Linked DNA regions of Mus musculus: region 2 is linked to region 1. A link is a contact called in public Hi-C data. All regions are on one chromosome and are shown on one strand. Each heading gives the region's core, a stretch centred on a gene start, on an enhancer-like site or on the middle of the called end of the contact. The rest is flanking DNA. Distances are from core to core; before and after follow the strand shown. Region 1 has its middle 10 kb from the start of 4930431F10Rik. Region 2 has its middle 18 kb from the start of Prep.

Region 1 (3,694 bases), core at 985-3,484:
TGCATGATGCAGAGGGAATAGCTTATGTGGGTTGCAAAGCAACCAACTTCAATTACTGAGAAGCAATAACACACAGGGTCCCCGCCCTCCATCCAGCAGAGTCTTCGCACTGGCCTTCACGGTGCTCAGTGGCATCTAAAGCTCCCCCCAGCCTAGGCTGCTATTTCTCACCTGGGATGGAGTGTGCACGCGGGGGGCGGGGGTGGCATAGAGAGAGAATAAGAATGAATATCGTGGGCAGGGGAAGCAATAAGTAATAGAGCAACAAGCAGAGCGGTGTGTTCAAGTTTCTCTCCCATAAATTAATAATAATGAAAGTTCATGAACCAGACCATCTGTCTGACCCTGGACTAGGCACTTGACATGAATTATTTTGTTTAGTTGTGAGTCATTGAGAGTTTATGAGGAAACTGGCGTTTAGAGAATGTATTGAGTCTCCAGAAACATAGAAGCAATAGGATTTAGTCATAGGATTTAACCCTCCCCTTCTCTGTCCTTTCTCCTCCCCACTCAATTCCTCATCCCTCTCTCTACCTCTCTTCTTCTCTTCCTATCTCTCTTCTCTCTTCTTTCTCCCCTCTTTTCACTCTCTAAGTGATTGACACATAACTGGGAGCTGGCAAACATGAAATCTACAGGCCTGGCCCCTGCTGTGTTAGCCTTAAGATCTAGATGTGAGTTCATGTTGAGGCTAGAGTCCTAAAGGTAGCCTGGAGGCAGTCTTTTGCTCTTAGGGCTTTCCTTCAACTGATTGATGAGACCTACCGCATGAGAGAGGGTGATGCGTTTCATTCAAGACTGTTAACTTAAAGTGTTGGTTATATCAATATATAAAAAATAATCCCTTTACAGAATATCAAGACTGGTGGGGTTTTTTTGTTATTGTTGGGTTTTGTTTGTTTGTTTGTTTGTTTGTTTTAGCAAATATCTTTGTCCTGTAGCTTAGCTACATTGACATAGTAAATTTACTGTCACAGAGAATCAAAAGCCACATCACTCAGAGACAAGATCTGCACTTTGATGGCCCTACATCATGCTGGTTGCCAAGGCTGTGTGCAAATGGGCCAGCCTTCCAGCTCGTAGGTGCTCAGGAGCGAAATGCTCAGTTTCTCCTTTGCCTGCCTCCCAAGAGAGCCATTGAGTCTCAGATAGTAAATGCACATTAAATATCTTAGTAGGATGCCAGTTAATGGCAGTAACTTTAACATTTAGACAATTTTTCACTCTTAACTTTGTTTAAAACAATACCTTTGTCCTGTCTGTGGGTCCATACCTTTCATGAAGTTTATACTTAGAAAATGATAGGGCAGGGATTAGTTTCTTGTGGATCTTTAGCGTTTGACACTAGCTTGTTGTCGCAGGACAGATTTATTAGATCATTTCCTAAATGGATTCCTTGGTCAACACATGAGGTGGTACCCACAGGAGTGATTCCTGACAGTGTTTACTATGGGTGGTGATACCCAGATTAAGGAACAAGTGGGGACTTTTAGAAAAAGGTGACTTCTGGCTGGTTCATGCAGGTATGAGCTGCTAGTCTGGGCGGGTAGAGGTACAAGTGGGAAGTAGATGGCTCAGTGGGAATGATAGGCCTTGAGGACACTTGCTTTCTGTTTGGGGAGCAAATCATATGTATGTACGTAAATACGTACATACATACATACGTACGTACGTACAGGGCAAGGGGAACAAGCATCTGCATGATTAAATGTTTTATTGGCCAGTCCTTCAGTTGTAATGCAGAGCCACGGAAGGAGAGAGAGAGAGAGAGAGAGAGAGAGAGAGAGAGAGAGAGAGAGAGAGAGAGAGAGAGAAGTAGATTTTGGGCAGGATGCTCAGTTTTCTCCATTTTTCTGAAGGACATCTAGAATGTTCTTTGCTCAAGTAAAGCACCTGAATGATCGCTATTGTAAGCTGCCTTAGAGCGAGAGCTGCATTCTGTGACCTTCATCTTATTCCCCAGTCCTCAAAGCACTGTCTCTGATACAGGGGTAGCTCCTTGGTAAGCTGAAAATAATTTATCCCCTGCCCCTTGGTCACTCTAGAAAACAAGTCTGACTCATATTAGATTCTGAAGCTTCCTTATTGAAGATACTTCAATGTTTTGTTCTTGTCTTGTACGAGGTATTAAGCAGAGAATGTAAAACATGTCCTACAAGCCCTTTCCTTCTGGGCTGATGGCCAGCCAGTCATTCTGGTTGCACCACGTGATTTGTTGACGACTGTTGTCCCTTCTGGTTGGCCGGATCTGCACCTGTCTAAATTGCTGAATGTTCAGAACTTTACCATTCTTCTATGACCTGGTTCTTAGCTGCCTCTCCAACTCATCTCTGGCTCACCACCTCTGTAATCATACTGTGACTTTCTCTGTTCCTTTGCTTCTGTTATGCTTCATGAAATCTTGGACCATGCTCATTCTTATGTCTCTACCTGGGAGTCTTCCCAGTGTCTCCCCACTTGGAATTTCATTTTCTCTTTCTTCCTCTGCTAATTCTCTGTTGTAACCTCACATCCACCGGTGGCTTGCTTGACTTCAGACCTCCAGATGCATTTATATATCCCTCTCATATACTCACAGGCATGTCAGAGCTTCCTTTTAAGCTTTACTCACCACTTTGGTAAAATAATTATTTGTGTGATGGTTTATGACAGACTGCATGACGACAAGAAACTTACAGCACTACTGCTTGCTTCTCAGAAGAATCCTGATAAATATTTCGTAGAGCAAGGGCATAAGGAAAAGTATGGACCAAGGCAATGAGAATAATCAGAATTTTTCCTCTCCAACTATTCAGACTCTATAAAAAAAACTCTTGTTGAATAACATCTATGATTCAAATGTTTGCCTACTAATTTTCACTATCTTTAAAACAAGGTTCTGAGATTCCTTGGTGTTATTGCAGGTAGACAGATTTATTTGAGTCCAAATTGGTGCCCTCTCCTCTCCTTTATTCCTTACCCCCACCGCCCAGCATCATGCTTGACTCTTCGTTTGTTTGTTTGTTTGTTTGTTTGTTTGTTTGTTTTTGTCAGTCTCTTGACCACAGCTCTGGTCTCTGGAATCCTGGCCACACAATAGTTAAGCTTTTTTCATGTACACCAATTCCCTAAGATCTAACTTTGAAACAGCAATGAAAGTTAAAGCTGCTGCATTTCCTTTAGATTTTATAGCCTGATTTGCTTTAGATCCTAGGAGTTGATCATGTGCTAATTTGTCTGACTGTTTTGTTTGCCTAGATCAATTAAACTTTCCTGTATTTTTTTTTTGAAGTGAAAATATTTTCCCACATGAAAGAGTCATTTGGGGTGGTGTAACAAAACAGAGTTGGCCATGCACATCCTGAACGCTGTTGCCAAAATTTGGTTTTAATTAGCTTTATGACCCATCAAATAGCCATTTCCATGAATGAACCCTTTGCCATATATCCCTACCAGTTCATTCAACATTAATAGGAAAACCTCTGTATTAAAACTTACAACATACCTCTGCAGTCTCAACCAAAATGCCCCAAGCCAAACAGCACATAGTGTATTTGTTTTTCAGAAGGGAAAGCATATTTTTCTTTTACAGAATGTTGATGTGCAGTAGATGTTAAATACTGTATTCATTTTCTAAGGCTCTTCTTAAATTGAAATGATTTATTAAGGCAAATTATTCTGAGCAGATTTTTGTGTAGCTATATAGGCATAAAGG
Region 2 (3,441 bases), core at 147-2,646, 300 kb after region 1:
ACAGACACAGATACACATACATATAATTCAAAATAAAATAAAAAGCATGGTGTGGTGATGGTGGCCCATGCCTTTAACCCCAGCAGGTGGGAGGCAAAGTCAGGCAGATCTCTAAGTTTGATGCCAGCATGGTTTACACAGTGAATTCCACAACAGCCAAGGCTACATGGAGAAACATTCTCTCAAAACAAAAAAACAAACAAAAAAAATCAACCTATCAATCTATCAATAAAGCACCTAATTGAGGTAAATGAAAAGGGAATTCTTGGAAGAGAAGTTTAGGGAAATGCATATATTTTTAAGATGGGCAGTGAGACCGAAAGTACTGCTGTACCCACAGAGACTGCTAGATCTGAATAATGGTTAACAATCAGATCTCTGAGTTCCAGGACAGCCAGGGCTATACAGAGAAACCCTGTCTTGAAAAACCAAAAATCAAAAAACCAAAAAGAAAAAAAGAAAAAAAAAAGGATGGTGATGGTTTTAGGTGATGGAAAAATACTAATCTCTGATCATTACAATGCAAACTAGCATCAGGGAGAACCCATCCCTTGCTTGGATTTCTAGGAGCCTGTATTTTAAATGAAGGCAAAGGAGAGCCCTAGCATTCAGATTATCCTAGACACGTTACCTATGAAACTATTTGCTTGTCTTGATGGCGGAGGACCCTATGAGTCACGAGCGTAGACATATGATCTTTAAACGTCTGAATTTGGACGTAAGCAAAGAGAAACAGAGCCACAGGCAGACAAAGATAAGAGCTTCCTGGTTCCCTGTCCCTTCTTATCTCCGTCAATGTCAGCGTTAGCTGCGAGGCTCAATGAAGAGCCTCCATCTCCAGATCTTTCCTTTGACCACTTTCATCTGCGCCTTACAGTGCTGGGGAGAACACCCTAGACGTGCTGTGGAGTGAAAGGAGCAGGTGACACAGGTGGAGGGAAGAAGCAGCCAAACAATGAAGCCTTTGAAGGGAGCCAGTTTCCTAACAGCAACTAGGGCTAATTAGTACCTGTGCGGGCAGTCACCTCAACTCTCGTTTTAAAACACCCATTCCTCTTTCTTCACCTGCTAGAGAGAAATTCTGAGGACAGCGGCTTGCCGCCCTCCAACCCAGACAGGTCAAACTTCTTTGTCCTTCCTGAGTGCACTGTGAAGAAAGCCGCGACACAAAGGGAATGTTTTTGTTGGCAGTCAGTTCAGAGCATGTTGACATCTCTGTTTTTAACAACCCTCTGGTCAGCCTGGGCGTAGTCACTCTTTTGAAAGTCGAGTCTTGAGGAAGTAGGTCACGAGAGCCAGTGTTTGGCTCCCCTGAGCGTGACTGAACCCAGGCGTTCACTACTTGTGTGTGGCTTTAGAATGGGTGTCTTGCTGACACCGAGTGCCACCTGCTGATTCACCAACCTGCATGGCTAGTTACTCCAGCTGACCAGCAAGGCTGGACTGTTTCCTCAGAGCAGGGCACGCTGGGCAAACAAACAACTCGTTGCTGACCAAAGCATAAAAAATTACATGGCAGAAGGACTAGGGTTGACAGAAGTAACCCAAGAGGGCCTCAATACACTGGTGTGAAGGGATTAGACATGGGACGGAGACAAGAGATGTGAGGAAGGCTGAGGCAACAGACCAAAGGCTGAGTGGGGAAGTGAGCAGGGGTTTCCCATTCTGAGGCAGGGGCTTACTTGCCAGTGTCCCTGAAACCCATCTTCTTTTCTTCTTCGTCACACGCAGGCCCCAGTTTTCAGGTTCCTTTATAATCTGGGGTAGCCACGAGACTGGATCTGACTAATGGAGCAGAAGCGAAGCAATAATGTGTGCTACTTTCAGGCCTGACCCATAAAAAACACCTGCTCATAACCCTGTCTCCCCTCCTACTTGCCAGGTGGTAACACTAGAATCCAAGCATCTATGCTAGGCAGCCAGGCTCTGCAAGATGCTGAGCCATCTTCCCTCTTTCTTGCCTCTGGGTACTGCTGACTTGAAGCTGTTCGATCCCAGGACTTAAGAAGGAAACGCGTTGTCTGTTCCCTGGGTCCCTGATCTCTCATTACAGCAGGTCTGCCCCCGTTCATATTTTTGGTCATATCAATAATATTATCAGACTCACACACCGTAGAAGTGATTTACTCTGAAGTAAATTGCTCTAGCTCCCCTCTGACAAGGAATATAGGAGACTTGTTTTCTCCTCCAGCTTCTCTCTCTCTCCCAGTGCCTGCACTGCTCTGCGCATGCGCACCAGCCACACCGCCCTCTCACATTGCCTCCATTGTATACCTTGCTCTTAGCTCCCAAGGCATCTTCCCTAAATATCTACCACTGTGTCTTCCCTCCCCAGCCCTCCCTCCAGAGCTATAACCATTTCAGCCTTTCTCATTCTTGAGATTTCAGCTTAGGAGGTTTTCATATATTTTGTGACTCCTTTGCTTTTTCTGTCCCTTCTACCCAGATGTTATATACATGGGTATGTTAAGTGACTATCTGCTTTGAAACGGACTTTTATTATTAAAGGAAAAACAAGGTGAAGTTCTGCCCTTTGACTGGTATTTGTATTTAACCTGGAATGGCTCCTCTGTCCAGTTTCCTGGGTGTGCTCATGTGTGCATACGAAGGATCATTTTCCCCCCTGAGAGATGCTTGGAAAAAAAATAAAAAAGGTTGATGCAAATGAGAAGATCGAATATATATAAGAAATGGGGACCTTTGAAGTCCTTTTAGCAAAAGACAGGTCAACCTCAGAGTGCGAGCTTAGATGTTACTCTGAAGAACAGTAGGTTTCAGTGGAATGTAGGCCAGCGAGAGGAGAGGGAGAGGAGAGGAGAGGAGAGGAGAGGAGAGGAGAGGAGAGGAGGCCAAGAACTCACGGATTACTCAATATCTAAACGCAGGAAGGCAAAGAAAGGCTAGAGAAAGCAAAGGAGACTCTACCCTTATTACATTTTAAAAGTATTATTGAGACATTGTAAGTTACCAGGTGGCACACGCCTTTAATCCCAGCACTCGGGAGACAGAGGCAGGCGGATTTCTGAGTTCGAGGCCAGCCTGGTCTACAAAGTGAGTTCCAGAACAGCCAGGGCTATACAGAGAAACCCTGTCTCTAAAAACAAAACAAAACAAAACAAAACAAAACAAAAAAAAACCACAAAAAAAATTCTCAATAATGCATTTCTCACTTATTGTGTATTATAACAGTAAATCGATTCATTACTAGATAATCTTTTAAAAAGTTGTGCCTTTATCCTAGAGAAATCTGGAGACAGACATTCATCCTGAGGTATGCACAAGGGAGAAAGCTCTTGAGGGAGCTGTGGGAAAAGTCTCCACCAAAACAGGCTGGACACACTTGATGTCATAGAAAAAACAAGAAATCCCAGGGGGAATCTTTCCCTGTAAGGTTCAGACAACAATATACTCAAGGACCAAGCCAGAGTCTGTGGCTTGAAA

The links. A called contact is a pair of places that touch in the nucleus more often than the background predicts.
Region 2: a contact with region 1 is called in a Hi-C map of uterus, with 5 times the contacts expected there. The contact joins two enhancer-like sites. A contact is called at or near these places in 6 of 39 promoter capture datasets (cranial neural crest, embryonic stem cells, liver and 2 more) and 2 of 484 Hi-C or Micro-C datasets (CD8 T cells and uterus).

What each region holds. Positions count from the first base shown.
Region 1 is chr10:44,747,212-44,750,905 of GRCm38.p6, forward strand. No RefSeq gene overlaps it. Among named protein-coding and RNA genes, the nearest start is that of 4930431F10Rik, 10 kb to the left of the region's middle. Within about 2 kb of position 2,235, at least 5 of the 459 cell types and tissues checked have an H3K27ac peak or open chromatin away from gene starts, as enhancers often do. A contact at or near this core is called in uterus, where this site is marked.
Region 2 is chr10:45,047,550-45,050,990 of GRCm38.p6, forward strand. No RefSeq gene overlaps it. Among named protein-coding and RNA genes, the nearest start is that of Prep, 18 kb to the right of the region's middle. Within about 2 kb of position 1,397, at least 85 of the 459 cell types and tissues checked have an H3K27ac peak or open chromatin away from gene starts, as enhancers often do. A contact at or near this core is called in uterus, where this site is marked.